2 separate regions of the Bombyx mori genome follow, and region 2 is linked to region 1. A link is a contact called in public Hi-C data. All regions are on one chromosome and are shown on one strand. The core of a region is the stretch at or near the end of the contact, and the rest is flanking DNA. Distances in the headings are between cores, read along the strand shown. Region 1 overlaps LOC101746229 (nuclear pore complex protein Nup98-Nup96). Region 2 holds the start of LOC101746508 (gastrula zinc finger protein xFG20-1).

Region 1 (3,834 bases), core at 955-3,454:
GTACTAAATTCTCAGTGTAGTTACAACGGCTGCTCCACCCTTCCAACCGAAACGCATTACTGCTTCACGGCAGAAATAGGCAGGGCGGTGATTGATACCAATCCGTGCAGACACACACAAGAAGCCCAACCAACAGTAAAAACGAAAACTTTTGTACTGTAGTTTTTGTTTTAAATATTCACACCCGAAATTAGACCTTGACTGGGTCCAGCCCCTGCCATTTCTATATCAACCAGAGAGAGGCTTGAAAAAATGCTATACATTAAAACCCCAATTAGACGGAGCAAATTAATCTAATTACTTCTCTTGAACAACTAACCAGTGCTGCCGAACAAGGGTTTGTTCTCTGTTGTCTGCTGGAAACCTCCGAACATCCCCGTGGTGGCAGTTGAACCCTTTCGCCCTGCCATGTAATCTTCCAAACGTAGCTCCTCTAAGCTTTTGCCTTCGTATTCCTAAAAAAAAAAAACACAATTGTGTTTTGGCGAATGAGAAAGTCAACTCGCACATCTCAGTTCCGTGTGCAAAACTAAGCCACGCCCCTTTCAACATGTCCTCCACTCGAGGAACAATAGATTAAAACGTGGCCATCTTGTCTCTTCAGCACTTCGACGGGACTTTTTGGCGGGAACGCGAGGAGTGAAGTTGTGTGATTTGTTTTATTTTGTCTATTTAGTGTTTCTTCGGGTTTAAATGTGTAATAATGGTGGTTTATTAACTGTTTAATATCTGTGAAAGTGCACAAATGTGGGAAAATGAAACAAAGCCGCTGGACGTAACTTCTCGGGATCGTCCAAAAAGTCTACTGAAAAAATCTTAGTAAATGACCAGCATTTTATACTGAGATTATATTTCATCCCATATCATCTCAATTCATTTCATTTAATTTCATCCCAGTTGATTAATGTCTCAAATTAGTCGTCTTCATTTCATTTCACTCCATAATATCATTTTTCATAAAAATATGAATAATATAAATTAAAATAAGACATGACTTAAAGGTCTCAGTTACCAGGTCATAAAACCTCTTAAAAAAAAAAGCACTTCGACGAATAAGACGCGCCGGCGCCATTTCGACGGCATTTCGGTTAGTACGCGACTTTTTAATACGCTTTTATTAGCTTCATACGTATGTTAGTATGTAACGGAATCTTTGAACATGATTTTGACCCCCTTCAAAACGTCGGATTAACTCGAAATTTGGCATACCTATTAAGGACCAATGACAATTAAATATTTTAAACAGTTTGATCCGTTATCCTTACTAGGGTAATCAGGATTAGCGATTTTTTGTCAAATAATACCTTCATGAAAGTTATGCAGTGATGTTTGATGTTAATGTTCTGTGATGTGCCATTTTTCATCACCACCTCCGTCCCAACAACTGGGTTGAACTTGACATGGCCGGTCCCTGTGGGTTGCTGCTGACCGAAAGCACCTGCACACACACATATATATACAAAATATTTGTTAAAACCTTATACATGACATACATGATGCATATGACATTTCAATTGTAATAATTTCTACGGGATGATCACAAAGTTACATTAAATGAAAATTAACTTTTCGTATAAAGCAATTAGATTTTAAAATAAAATAAAACATATTAAAGACAGGCATAGAACATTACAATTAAATTGTTGGGTAACAAAAAAATTGAATAATCACTTTTTTAACGGGATAACTGTCTTATAAACTGTTTTTGTTTCTACCTAAGCTGTAGGCCTTGAGAGGCCATTTTAGCGTAACCTTAACAAGTAGGTGGGCTTACAGGTCTCTAGCCTGATGAGTTGCTAACACTAGCCCTAGTAAGAGCAGCGCTTCGCAGAATCTACCACCGGATCGGAAACGCGACCCACTGAGAAGAACCGGCGAGAAACTCAGTGGGCTGTGTCTATGGGTTAATTTACTCGACGAGCTCTTCGTCGCAAGCGACGGGCTCGACGAGTACGGTGACCGGTGCTCGAGGTACCTAAAAGCACCGTTAATGTATCTGGAGGATCCGTAATGACGTGTTTAGGGCTTAGATTCTCTACTATCAGCCCACAGACGTCCATTGCTTAGGACATAGGCCTCCCTCAGGCCTCAGCGCAAAGATTGACTTTTGAATGAAGCTCCTTCAATTCTAAAGGTGCGATATATAAGAACAGCTAAGTCTAGGTCACCGACCAGCGCTGGTGTTCCCCCCGAACAGTCCCCCGCCGGACATGGTGTTGCCCTGGGGCGCGAACAGTCCGGCGCCGGGTCCGGTCGCCGGCGTGCCGAACAGGTTCCCGGTGGTCGCTCCGGTCGTGGTCGAGCCGCTGAAGCCGAAACCTGTACCAAACTCAAATGTTATTGTTCGCTTCTTTGAACTATCCAAGGTTAGTCGTTCTTGTCGCTGCCGGGTTGTCACAGCAAGTGCAGTAAGAATCAACCACCGGATCAAAAACGCGACCGACTGTGAATATCCGACGAGAAACTCAGTATGCTGTGTCTATGGATTAGTTGGTTCGTCGAACTCTTCATCGTTCAAGCACTTTAAACCTCAAAATTTAAGGTTTAAAATATTAAAATCGTAAAACAGCTACTATTCTACAATAATTTTTTTGGGATTTACCAAAAAAACCCAGAATTCTTGATTAAGCCACTTCAATTCTAAAGGTGTGGTATGTAGAACAATCTCAACTGACCTGTCGGTTTGACTCCAAACGAGGGTGTCGCCTGCGTGTTCCCGAACAAACCCCCTCCAGCGGTCGAGGTATTCCCGAATAGTCCACCGGACGTAGCACCTCCGCCGAAGCCGAAACCAGTGGTGCTCGTCCCGAAGGCGGAAGTCGATGTCGAGGGACCGGGATTCCCGAAAAGACCACCACCAGAGGTATTGTTCGCGAAGAGACCTTAAAAAAAAAACACCAAAAATGTAACCGCCAAGAGTTCATTCAACCCCTTTCCATAACCAGACTTGTTTAACACGTTGACTGCTGTGTATGTTATCACTGCCCTACGTGAAGCACTGAAGTAATTACCTCGATTTCTATTACTAAGGTGCCAGAATATCTACTCTGGGAAAGACGAATCCGAAGATACTGTGAAGGAATCTATTTCTAAGACGCCTAAAAGACTAAAAACATACATTACCAAACAAAAGAAGGCATAGTTAAGAAATCCAGAGTGTAACAGTAAATTGACATAATTACTTCAGTGCGCCGCGTAGGGCACCGGTGACCTACATGGCAGTCCATCTGTTAAACACTTCATTCCAACATCTATCACATTCATAATCCATCTATCTCTTTTCGCCCCACTTTCTATCTTGAGCAAATTGTGACTAAAATTAATTCATACATTTTCAACGAGCCAAAGCAAATTTAACTAAAAATAACGATTAATCAATTGTATGTATAAATAAATAAATAAAAGGGACTGCAATCTGTTAACTGTTAACTCAACTTACTCAAATCTTGTACGGTGGGTACCACAGCAAGTCAAGCTCATATTGGATCATGTTGAGGTGGGGGTTTTGGGGAGAGGCGGTGTTAAGTGTTGGGGAGGGGGTGTTGGGGGAGGGGCTTGTTTGGGGTGTTAGCCAGTGCATAATCTGGTTAATAAATTCCATTTCTCGCTGTATTTTAGTCTATATACGCTTAATGTGCTATGTTAATACATCAGGTCTACTCAAAAGCCGAACCTACCTCCACCAGTGGCGGGCTGCGTTGACGTGCTCGCACCAAAAGATCCTGTGGCAGGTTTGAATCCGCCAAAAGGGGACGAAGTTGTCGCGCCAGAATTGAAGGAACCTTTAACAAACAATTTTTATTTTTTGATCAGGCCCGCGTTCCGCTTAAGGAC
Region 2 (4,182 bases), core at 404-2,903, 46 kb before region 1:
GTTTTAAAACTACTTTGGAACGAAGTTCCTTATGGGACGATGCGGAGGGGTACCCTAACCAGGGGAAACCGTCCGTAACGTAAGATTTTTATTAGTAATACACACAGTGTACGACTTAACTTTGTAATAATGTACAAAAAATAACATATTTTCATTATATATTTTTTATAAATCATTGTGAATAAAATAAAGTTGATAACTTTGTAAAGTAGTTTTTATTTTATTTTTATCAATAAAAAAATCATAATAAAAAATGTATACCCGAATAGTTATTTTCTTTATACCTCGAATAGAACTTAAAATTAATATTTTTATAATAAGGAACTTCGTTCCTATCCGGTGACCCACGTTACCACACATTTTTTTTTTTTTAAATCAGTATCGTTTTTATTCCGTCCCATCATCAAAGGTGTCATGCGTACTATCGTCTGTCTTCGTTTTCGGAAGCTGTCTAACCTAACACCCAGTATTAAAAAGTGTCCGCTGAAAAGGAAAAATTAAGATGGCGCCAGTGTAGCAAGTGGTGAGATTTAAAAAACAGCGCTATAAATTACCACACTTCACTTCAACACGGCACATTTCACTCCGATTAAAACTGCTATATTCATATCATTCTCACTTTCTACGTTAGTGCTATTTCGGTGAGTCTTACAACAATAGCTCGCTGTTTACAGATGGATACTTTTTGGATTTGTCCTTTCAACAAGATGGTGCTCCTTATCTCTGCCCTCCATAATTTTACTAACTATTCAATTTTAACCACGCGCCTACTAGAGGGCGCTGGAGTAATGATTACACACGGGCGCTACACGAGATAAGCCTTTGTCAATTAAATATCTTGTGGTTAATGTGTGATATAGGTCAAGCAAACATGGCTAAAATAAATTGGCTCTAATATTTCCACTCTACTCAATGACTGCTAGGATGTAAAATTTAGATGCTCTAGTACTATATAGTATATTCTGACTATATAGCTCAATCATGCAGCTATTGATTCCTGATTCGATGATAATTTTATCGATAATAATTATTGAATAGATTCACTTATCATCCTAAATTTGAAAACCGTTTTGGCGGTAACAGCAATTATAAAAATTGTGTGAATTATTTTATTTACTAACCTAGTACTTCTTCCAGCTTAAAAGTATAATAACGGTGGTTCACATATTTACCATTCTTTATTGTACACACTGTTTATACAATACAATAACCATTTCGCATCTGTGAAAGTGGAAAAACGAAACAAAAAAGACGTTGAACATAAGCTACGTTCGGATTCTCCCAAAAAGGCAATCGAACTCTCAGTAAATAACCATCATTTCACTGAGATATAATTTCATCCTAATCAATTAGAGTCTCAAACAGATCAACTTCATTCCATTTCATCAATATAATTTTTCACTCTACATTATTTTATGAAACTGAATTATAACAGATTAGACTGTATGGTCTGATACTTTCGCCTTTCTTATTGGAAAATCCTATTATTATCACGGCTTGACAATCAATTTGACAGTGACAGTTAAGGCTGGCTAATCATAAAAAAACAATTTGTGTAATCACTGACTAGTAAAACTTGAAAACACGCCGAAAGGCAATGAGGAACTGCAAATATAAGTATTTTATTATATTAATTTAACCTTTGTACAACCATGGGAGGTGATGCAAATTTCGAGACCGTCTTGAACATCGACAATGATCTACAGTACGATGCTGAAGTCGATGTAATATGTTCAATATGCAACGCGGAGTTTCTCGATCCCGGAGATCTGAAACAACACCTAAAAGTTCACAGCACGGTATCGACCGACACGGAGCGGCGGAAGACGTGCGACTTCTGCGAATGCAAATACGCCGACGTCGAGGAATACGCTTACCACATACGCGACTCGCATCTCGCCGCCTCGAAGTTTTGCCAGCTTTGTTCGCGTGTGTTTATCGATTTCAACAAATACAAACAGCATACGCGAAAGCATTATACCGCCAAATCTGAATACAACGCGTGCTCGCAATGCTCAGCGCTGTACATCAACGAAATGGAATTAGAACGGCACGAGGTGGAAAACCATAAACACGTCGATGAAGGCGTATTCCTGCATAACCTGTACCCGTTCCTATCGTCTGTACTGAACATGAAAATGTCGACGTTCACCAAAGTCAAAGCCGATGACTCGGATTACTCTTGCACCGTATGTGACTACAAAACCAACGATTTGGATCTTTACATACAACATTTACAAGAGAAAAACTGTCGGTCGCTCGCGTGCGATAGCTGTGGCAACGTATACAAGCTACGCAGAGGCCTATTTTCGCATTTGGTCATGAGTTCGTCATGTAATCATGTACAGACTGACAAAACGATACAATGCAAGGAATGCTATCAGTTGATCGGCTCGATGTATTACAAGAACCACATTAGGCAATGTAAACCTGTAAAATGTACTATGTGTAATATTATATTTCATTCCGTCAACGATCTGACTGAACATCAAATTTCTAGGCATCCTCTGTCAATAGAAGTGAAAACCTGCAAGTTTTGTTATAGACAGTGCGTTGGAAAGGTTGCACTCATGAAACACATGACTCGTGTCCACCGTACGGAGCTACATTTGTATAAGTACGAGTGTGTGGATTGCAAAACGGTATTCAAACATCCACAGAAGCTATTCTCGCATTTTTATATGAAACACAAGGACTTAGAGCCTTACACGTGTAAAATATGCAACAAAAAGTTTAAGATACGTAAAAAATTCACAATACACATTAAACTGGACCACAATAGTGTCGGCTTTATTGAGTTCGACAAGAATTACCATGTATATTTTGCCGATAAAAAATCTGAGAACCCCTTCACTCCCACCTGTGTTTTATCAGAAGAAGATAAGAGAATGTGTAACATGTACAGTGAAGTATATAGCCTTCCGAATCAGAAGTCTGATGCATCTGATTACAAATCAATTCTAAATGTACTCTCAGCAACGGAAACAGAGTGCTATATGACAGAATTAGAGAAAAAAATGAAGGAGACCCAACCTAAAAAGCAGAAGCGCAGAAGAAAAACGGGAGGAAGACGAAAGAAAACCGTAGAAAAGGAATACGTAATACAAGATTCAACTGACGAAGATGATATCCCGCTTGTGGAGCTAACAAACAGCAAACCAACGCCAAAAGCATTTCCAGAAAAGCTTTTCTCGAACTATAAAGACAAAAAGGACAACCGTAGGAAAGTAACTTGTACGAAATGCAATAAATACTGTTATACCAAACAAAACTACAAACGTCACATGGCTTTACACAGTAAGAATGAGTTGCAAACATGCATTAAATGCGCTCAAATATTCAACAGTGTTTCAAAGCTTAAAGAACATGTCGAGAAAGAGCATTCCACATCGCAGCTCATCGACACACTGAAGATGTTGCTTGAGAAGAGGAAACAAGGGAGAACATCCACTCATGAGCTGACGATGTCACAAAAATTTGAACAGACCATAAAGAGAGTTAAAACTGACACCACATGTACACCAGCAAAGATAACAGTCGTCAAAGACGGTACCTCCGTGCAGAAGTTCTTAGAAAACTTCTCTCCGGAAGATTCTAAAAAGACTATTGTTATTGAAAGTAATATATCAATAAAACCAGTCACGAGTCCGTTTTACAGGGAGCCTTTCATCACCATGAAAAAATTCACACCCGAACCCCTCAATGCGGAAGTTAAACTGGCCATGCCCGTTAAATTTAAACCAGACTTAAGCGAGAAAGTTAAAGTCAAGGTGCAGTTAGTGCAGAGTCTATTAAAACCCTCAGTTTTCTCCGGCCTGGAGTGCAATGAGAAAATTGAAGGTACAGATGATCACAACTACACGGAATTTGATTCCACATATTATGAGGAGAGCAAAGAATGCATACCGGAAGTCGCTCAGGAGGAAGAAGTAGAAAATCACGATGAACGTAAACACACAATTCATGTTCCACATAAGATAGTCATACCAAAACTACCCGCAAATCATAATATATCAATAGCGCATCTATTACCCGAAGCACCTTATTACAGGATCGTCAAAGTTAATGACGTTCTCAACGATGTTATGCCGGAGCCACCGAAGAAGCCAGTCGAAAAGCCAACACGTCAGGATCTGATTAAGCTACCGGACGGTACCAAGTTAGTGACGGTCAATCCATTGG

Evidence for each region. Hi-C and Micro-C count contacts between places; a contact is called where the count stands out from the background.
Region 2: a Hi-C map of whole pupa shows a contact between it and region 1, with 2.3 times the contacts expected there. The contact joins the promoter of LOC101746508 here to the enhancer-like site in region 1. A contact is called at or near these places in 4 of 7 Hi-C or Micro-C datasets (middle silk gland, posterior silk gland and whole pupa).

The regions. Positions count from the first base shown.
Region 1 is chr11:3,521,616-3,525,449 of ASM3026992v2, reverse strand. LOC101746229 (nuclear pore complex protein Nup98-Nup96) reads right to left here. Exons shown (of 49, transcript XM_062671001.1): 3 at 3,678-3,782; 4 at 2,676-2,882; 5 at 2,173-2,319; 6 at 1,305-1,438; 7 at 320-455. Among protein-coding and RNA genes, the nearest start is that of LOC101746229, 6.6 kb to the right of the region's middle. Within about 2 kb of position 2,204, at least 3 of the 8 cell types and tissues checked have open chromatin away from gene starts, as enhancers often do.
Region 2 is chr11:3,566,570-3,570,751 of ASM3026992v2, reverse strand. LOC101746508 (gastrula zinc finger protein xFG20-1) reads left to right here and starts at 1,653. Exons shown (of 1, transcript XM_004922298.1): 1 at 1,653-4,182. The coding sequence starts at 1,653.